2 separate regions of the Tursiops truncatus genome follow, and region 2 is linked to region 1. The links are chromatin contacts, called in public Hi-C maps. All regions are on one chromosome and are shown on one strand. The core of a region is the stretch at or near the end of the contact, and the rest is flanking DNA. Distances in the headings are between cores, read along the strand shown.

Region 1 (3,683 bases), core at 407-2,906:
AGTTACAAACAACCAACTATGAAAATAAGGAAGTTTTGGGACACTGACCATTTCTCATTCTTTTTGTTTTCTGGTTCAGAATCCCCATATTGGAATGCTAGTATGGGGTATGTAGTTATAAGGATTCAGGTTCTTAGGACCTTTCTTAGAATTTGACTCATGAATTTTCTTCTGTCCTTCTGCTGGCAGTTGCCCTAGGAATACCTGCCATTTAATCTTAATTGATGTTTGTGAAACACTTATCTTCCTCTGCTGAAAGGCTATAAGTGTTGAGCACTATTACTGTGTTACAGTGGTTGTTTTATTATTAAAGCAGTGCCAATGCAGTTACACAACAGCTTGGATCAGGAGAGGAAACAAGGGCAGTGATCCCACTGAAGCTACAGGGGGTGGGGATTTGGGATGGTAAAATGTTAATTACCCGAGACGGAATGCAGGCTATAGTCCAGCACTGTGCTCCTGGAGATCATTTCAGTCCCAGAGCCTGGGGCCGGCTCTCTGGCAGTGGGTCCTAAGCATTCTGCCCTCCCCCGGCTGGAATGTTGGATTCACTTTGCTGAAAGCGGCCACAAAGAATCCAATGGCCACAAGCCAGGAGCACTTGTCTTGCGCAGCATCAGGGGCTACTCTGGAAGCTATCCAGGAGCCGAAGGGCTGTTCCGTTTGCATACAGTAAATTATTTATTTCTAAACCGATTTATTCTTTTTCTCTCTTTAGATTCTCTTCTTGTTTCTGCCTCTTGAGGACTCTCTCAAAAGAGAGTGAGCTGGAGATGGATGGGTGTGGGTCAGGAAAGTAGGCTTGAAACAGAAGGCTGGTAGAAGTGTCCATTTATTTATAAAGCCTAGAAAATGAACATAAAGGTAGATAGGCTTCTGGTCAGGAATCACCAAGACTGTTTAATTCAGGGTGGGGAGGAATGGGTGCTGGAGAAGAGGATGCAGTGGAGGCAATGACAGCCTATTCCATAGCTTTAGTCCCCAGCAATGTCACCTCCAGAAACTGAGGAATTTAGGTTCTGATTGAAAGCTTTTGAAGATGTTGGGTTAGCTGATTGGGTACGATTCTAGGCTAAGGGAAAGGCACTAAAGTACAGTGAAAAGAGCGAAAGCTCTGGAGTCAGACAGACCTGGGACCAAATGCTTGCCTACCAACTACATCCTATCTAGGTGACCTTGGGCAAATTTCCTAACCTCTCTGGAGCCTCAGTTTCCTAACTGTAAAATTTAGAGAACGTAAAACTCACAGGTTCAACCGATAGTCCTTGTAAAGAACTCTGCATGGTTGGCACAAAGCGGACATGCAATAAATGGTAATCGTTACTATCGTCAACCACAGGCCAAATGATGGGAGTCATTCAAACTCCCTAGCAAACAATTAACCACAGCACAGCGAATCCAGATCTGACCGACGCGCCTATTTGCCCAATAAGGTACCAGGAAAGAACTCAGTGGAGACAAACCAATGGCATTAGCCCTTGTTGTTGGACGGACTTGCTTGCTGTTCCACCAATAGTTTGAAGATTTGACTAGGGAGTGACACGCTGACAGTCCAATGATTCACAACGAGCCCACACTCAGCACTTCGGCGGGGATAAATCAAGGAGCCGGGACGTATAGATTCCGTTATTAGGCAGTACTGGACGGAGAGAGGAGCTTAGGGGAAACAGCGCGAGGGCGAGGCACTAATGAGCTAATAAAAGGAAAAAGACGATGGTTGCGCCAAGTGAGCTCGGCCGCCATCATGCTCTAGTTTCCCCTTCGCCTCTCCGAGTCCGCGACCGAGGAAAAGGTCTCTGGGATGCTGAGGGGGTGTGTCCCCGAATGATTGGCGCAGACAGCTCAGCCAATCGTAGCTCGTCAAACGGAACGCGTTTGACCAATGAGGGGCGACGGCAGCTGGGAGAAATTGGAGGGGCGGAACGGCAGCTTGACGGGCACAAAAGCCAGCCAGTGAGGGCCGGCAGCATCCTCCCTGCGGCCAATGGAGTGGGGCTCTGGGCGGGCCCCCGAGTGTTTGTGTTGTGGTTTTGGGGGAGGGAGGCGGAGGGGAAAGTTTGTTTATTTTGTTTTTAGTTTCTGGGGTCCCCGTGTTTCTCGGAGGTGAAGCGGGAGGGAGTGACCCCCCCCGAGCCCCTCAGTCCCTCTACTACGTCGCCTCCATAGCCTGCAGAGAAGCGGGGACCGCGCGCATCGCGGCGCATCGCCTCACAGCGGAACGCCGCGCACTCGGAGCCGGCACGGCTCAGTGGTAAGTGAGGACCGACGGCCACCGCCGCCCTTCCCCTCCCCCGCTCACCGCCCAGTCAGAGCTGGCCGGCCGGGTGGGCGAGGACGCCCGCGGGAGCGCGCGGCGCGGGGTCGGCCTGTCAAGCTGAGGCGCACCGTGTGCGTGTCCTCGCGAGTGAGCGCGCGCGGCGGGGAGAGGGCCGGAGGGGCGTGAGCGCGCGGGGTCGGCGGGGGTGGCGGCGTTGGGCGCGCGCCCCGCGGGGCGGGCGTCTGGTGGGTTTGACCCCGGGGCTGGGAGGGACGCGGGCGACATCCGCTCGCGGGGAAGGGGCGCCCCGAATGGCCGGGCCGGGACCGGCAGACGAGCGCGACTGCGGGCGTCACGCGCCGGCAGGTGTGAGCTGGGGGAGGGCTTCCGGGTGGGCTGGTCGAGTCGAGTTCGCTTCCCGTCGCTGGGGGACCTCGGGGCAGAGAGGGGTCCCCGCGGAGAGCCGAGGCCCGCGGAGGCGCGTCGGGGCCCCTGCCTGGCGGTGGCAGAGGGAGGCGGCAGGCCTCGGAGCCTCCCGGTCCCCACCTGTGTGCAGGACCTGCGTGACGGAGTGAATGCGTTCCCCTGCTGCCGCCCCCACCCCTCCCCCCAGAGCCTTGCGTGTGTGGCCACCTTCGAGAGGCGATTCAACCTCCTCGGGGAAAGGAGGGCGAGGGGAATATCAGCGGACGACCAGCCCGAAGTGTTTCCTGCATTCCCTGGTCCTGCGCCCTTTGGTTTCAAACTAGTGGGTTTCCACAGTGGGCTTAAATCCACTGTAGTGGCTGAAGACACCCAGTAAAGGTAGCCTCTTGTCAGGCTTCTTAAGGACCAGCACATGCTCAGTTCTTTGGGCACCGAGAACTAGTCTGGGTCTTTTCAGGCTGCTTGCTTTCTCATGTATCTTTTGGCTGTTTTATTACTTTTTAGCGTCTGTGCTGGAGGTTGAAGCGAGGGATAAGGTGAATTTCAAGTTGGCCATTTGCTTACAATATAAGCAAAATTATACAACAAAATTGGCCAGAGATGTTTCCCCATGGTCAGTGAGTAAAACGTCATTAATTACTGCCCCCCCCCCCCCGCGCCAGCAGTTAAGCAAACAGAAATGGGATGTATAGAAATCTTACATCTTAGCATTTTGTGCAGGTTTAACAATAGAGGCTATTTCCTTCGTAGTTGTGGGGAATTTCAGTAGGATGATAGTTTCCTATTGATTTGGAGAAGCATCTTGGCTTTGAAACTTTGTTTATTCTTTTGGTAGTGTTTTGTAAATGCCTTTTAAAAAGCAGAACTTTTAGAACATTGACAACTCTACACGTGTGCAGTGTCCCACTCGGTATGTAGTAGGAGAGATGTGAATGTAGTAGGTCCATACACTAAGGCAAGTATGCAGATCGCAAATCAGACTGGCTTGTTCCTCTTGGGA
Region 2 (3,802 bases), core at 724-3,223, 410 kb before region 1:
AATGTGCTTGAAGAACAGAAAGTGGTTGGACAGAGAGGGGAGAAGCCGAGGAGACGAAGCTGGAAGGAGCAGATCATGTGGGGCCTGAGCAGGCACCGACAGACTCAGGCTCTCACCCTGGTGGGTGCAGGGCAGAGGAGAGACAGGTCTGACTCAGGATTTTACGGGATCACTTCGGCTGCTATGGTGAGAACAAGATTACTGGGGGAGGGGGCAGTGGAAGGGAGACCAGTTAGGAGGCTTCTGCAACAATCCAGGCAAGAGATGGTGTGTAGCTCAGACCAAGGTGGCAGCCACAGAGGTGTTCTTTAGGTTGGCCACTGAGGGTTGAGAGAGTCCCCTCAGTCCTCAGTCATGTGCCATGACAGGGTGGTGGGGCGGGGGCTGGGATGGAGGAGTGACCTCCCTCGGGCCCCTTGTGTGCCTGTTCCACACCAGCACCACTGTGGCTCAACCCAGGCTCACTTTCCTGCCTCCACACTTTTGCTCATGCTGTATTTCCTCGGAATTCATAGTTCTTTTAACAAACAACTTGAACACCTTTTATGCACGAGGCCCTGGGGATTCAAAGACACACTAGGAGCTCACCAAGTCCTGCCACAGGTCAAAAACACCCTGCACTCCTGCCCACTCCAGCTCCTCAAGTCTGTAGGTCTCGTTAAGTGGCGCCACATCCCCCAAGACATTCCGTACTCGCTGACTCCCTCTGCCTCCATCCTCACAGCCAATTCACCACTGAAGCCATCAATGCCCCCTCCTCACCGCATCTTCCACCTGCACAATTCTCTCATCTCCGCACCATCACCACCGCCCAGGCCATAGCATCTTGAAGCAGTAGGTGGGATCAGGGCTCTGGAGACAATCTGCCTGGTTTCTACCTGTACTATCTGGGCAGGGGCCTGTTTCTGCTTCTGTAAAATGGAGGTAATGACAGTGCCGACCTCACAGGGTTGCTGGGAGCAATTACATGAGCAAACATTTGTACGAGGCTTAGAACAGCACCTGGCACACGGAGTATTAATTTTATTTAATGCTCCGTCTCTGACCCTCGTTCCCTGTATGTCACTTTGACCAGGCTTCTTTTTTTTCAAGATTTCAAAGGCAATAAACTTCTTTCTGACTCCGCATATGCCATTCTCTCTAGAATACTCTTCCCCCGGTTCACTCGTATACTTCCATCGGGTCTGGGCTTAACTGTTGCTTCCTCAGAGAAGCCCGATTTGGCCTTTCATTCTAAGTCCCTCTCAGAGCACCACAGTCTTAATGCATAGACCCTATCACAGCAACCATACGCTGATTTTGAAACTCTTCGATGCTTCTCTCCCTACTAGGGCTGTAGACCTTGCAGGGCGGGACAATGTGATTCGTTCACCTCCGTGTTCCCAGGGTCCCGCCCTACGCCCGTCGCACAGCAAGTATTCTAGAAACTCCTGGGTAACATTTCAAGCCCTCACTCTAGCGCCCCTTCCTCCCCGGCACCGCCCCCCGACCCCGGGAGCAGCGCGTCCAGCCCCTTCCCGAGCTCACCCAGCGCCGATTTGGGCACCTTTCCCTTGGCCGAGTTCCGCAGTTTCTGGGCCTGGGCCGCCTTTGCCTTCCGCGTCCGCTTCATCGGAGCCTCGCTCGTCTTGGTTTGGCCTGGCGCGTCCCTGGGGGCTGTAGGGGAAGAGAGGAACCGACTCGGTTCGGAGGGCGCTCAGGGTTCCCATTCACCGAGGCTAAGCCCGGTCTGGATCGTTCGCACCCTCGGGGCTCCTGCCTCCAGCCCCTGCCGCCTTCCCGCCCAGGCTAGACGTCTCTGGGAAGAAGCTCCTCACCCTCAGGCACCCCCAAAAGCTCCAAACCTCGCCGCAGCAAGGAAACCGACATAGCGGCGCTTAGCTCCGCCCACACGCCTCAACTACTTCCGCCTTGGCCGCCCTTGTCGTTTCGGTGGAAACGCGAGCTAGAACAAAAGGTTCCGCAATGGGCGGGCGGAAGTGCCCACCTTCCTTAGGACGCAGGCGTTAGGTTTATCACTGGGCGGGATCTGGAGGCGGGGCCAACGCGCCGAAGGACGCATTTGTCGTCCAATCGCAACCCCACCGACCCTTTGGGAGCCAGGCCCCGCCTTCTCCCGGAAGCCGTCCACCGCTAGCCCAGCCTGGTGGGTCAGTCCTATCGCGTCAGGCGTCTCCGTAGTGGGCGAGGCCGGGCTCGGGGCGGAGTGTTAGTATTCTCAATTTTTACGAAAAAGGGGAATGTATTTTTGGAAGTATTATACTTCAACCAGAGCAACATATCGCACAGATCTAGTTCGGCATGAGAATCCAGCTATCTTCCATTAGAGACATTTGCAAAAATGCAAAACAATATCAGTGTTTTCCCACTATTTCGTTTTGTTTTCATTAAAATATGTCACTTATGTTAATATGCGGGCTTGTTATTGTTGTTTTAAATGAATTAATAAGTATTTTTTAAAATTCTGTTTTAGTTTCTAACATGGTAACTCTTGTTAGTTACACATACAAAAGCTCTTTGGGATCCTGAATTTTTTTAAGAGTAAAGAGTTCTTAGACAAAATAGTTTGAGAACTTCTGGCTTAGAAATTAGTACTCTTCTTGCTGTGGGGAGGAAACCTGTCTTGTTCACTGCTCCATCTGCAGCTCCTAGCCCAGTACTTGGCATGCAGAAGGCACTCAATAAATCAGTGGTGAATGAGGGGGAACCACTGAATTCACCGTACAAACATGTTCTGAGATCCTTTTGTATACATGACACTGTAGAGTGTAGGACATGGAGGTGACTCAGTTGGTCCTTTGTGAATGAACCTCACTAACTCCGTCAGCTAGTCCAGGAGGGAAAAACCTAAACAGATGTTAATAATAACAGACATTGTGTCAAGGTGCTGTCTTAAGTGTTTCACATTTGTTAACTCACTTATACCACCACTGCCCTCCCCTCCTCTGGAGCAGGAACAACTGCTTCCCCCATTTTACAAATGAGGAAAGGGGCACAGAGAGGCCAAGGAAGCTGTCCAGGTCACAAGGTGGTGTCAGAGCTGGGAATCAAGACAGACAGCCTGGCCTGAGCAGTTATGCACTGCTCCCCAGTGCCACCCACCCAGGAGAGCATTGCAGGGGCGCTGGGTGGGAGTCAGGAGGACTCTGGAGGAGAAGAGGAGCCGGCCATGTGGGAGGGGAGTATCTCAGGCAGGAGGATCCTGTAGTGAGGGCATGTCCCTTGGGACAGGAGTGGCCCCAGAGGAGCAAGGAGGGCTGCATGGTTTCATTGGCATCAGGCTCCACGGATTTGCCCTGAGGGTTGTGAGGCCCCTGGAGCTCAGTGATGCTGTCAGACAGGCTCTCTCCTGCTTCTGAAATAGCCAGATTGTTTTTTAATTTCTTTTATTATCTTCATTTATTGTTTTTAATTTTTTTTGTTGTTGTTGTTGCACCGAGTCCTAGCTGTGGCAGGAGGGCTCCTTAGTTGTGGCATGCGAACTCTTAGTTGTGGTATGCATGTGGGATCTAGTTCCCTGAGCAGGGATCAAACCTGGGCCCCCTGAACGAGGAGCATGGAGTCTTAACCACTGCCCACAAAGGAAGTCCCACTCATTTATTGTTTATTGACTGTTTCCTCACCCATTCTCCACTGTAAACTCTACAAAGGCAGGGATCTTTCTTTGTTCACCAGCGCCTGGAACAGAGCCTGGCATACAGTAAGGGCTCCATAAATGCACGAATCAGATAGATGAAGGCAGAGATGTCCAGGTGGGATGAGTGAGTCCGCCCCTCAGGAGGGCAAAGGACCAAACTCCACC

Evidence for each region. A called contact is a pair of places that touch in the nucleus more often than the background predicts.
Region 2: a contact with region 1 is called in a Hi-C map of spleen, with 11 times the contacts expected there. The contact joins the promoter of RPS19BP1 here to the promoter of TNRC6B in region 1. A contact is called at or near these places in 2 of 2 Hi-C or Micro-C datasets (blood and spleen).

The regions. Positions count from the first base shown.
Region 1 is chr11:8,588,949-8,592,631 of mTurTru1.mat.Y, reverse strand. It overlaps TNRC6B (trinucleotide repeat containing adaptor 6B), which reads left to right and starts at 1,656. Exons shown (of 27, transcript XM_073788147.1): 1 at 1,656-2,251.
Region 2 is chr11:8,998,814-9,002,615 of mTurTru1.mat.Y, reverse strand. RPS19BP1 (ribosomal protein S19 binding protein 1) reads right to left here and starts at 1,973. Exons shown (of 4, transcript XM_004324093.4): 1 at 1,818-1,973; 2 at 1,528-1,656. The coding sequence starts at 1,869.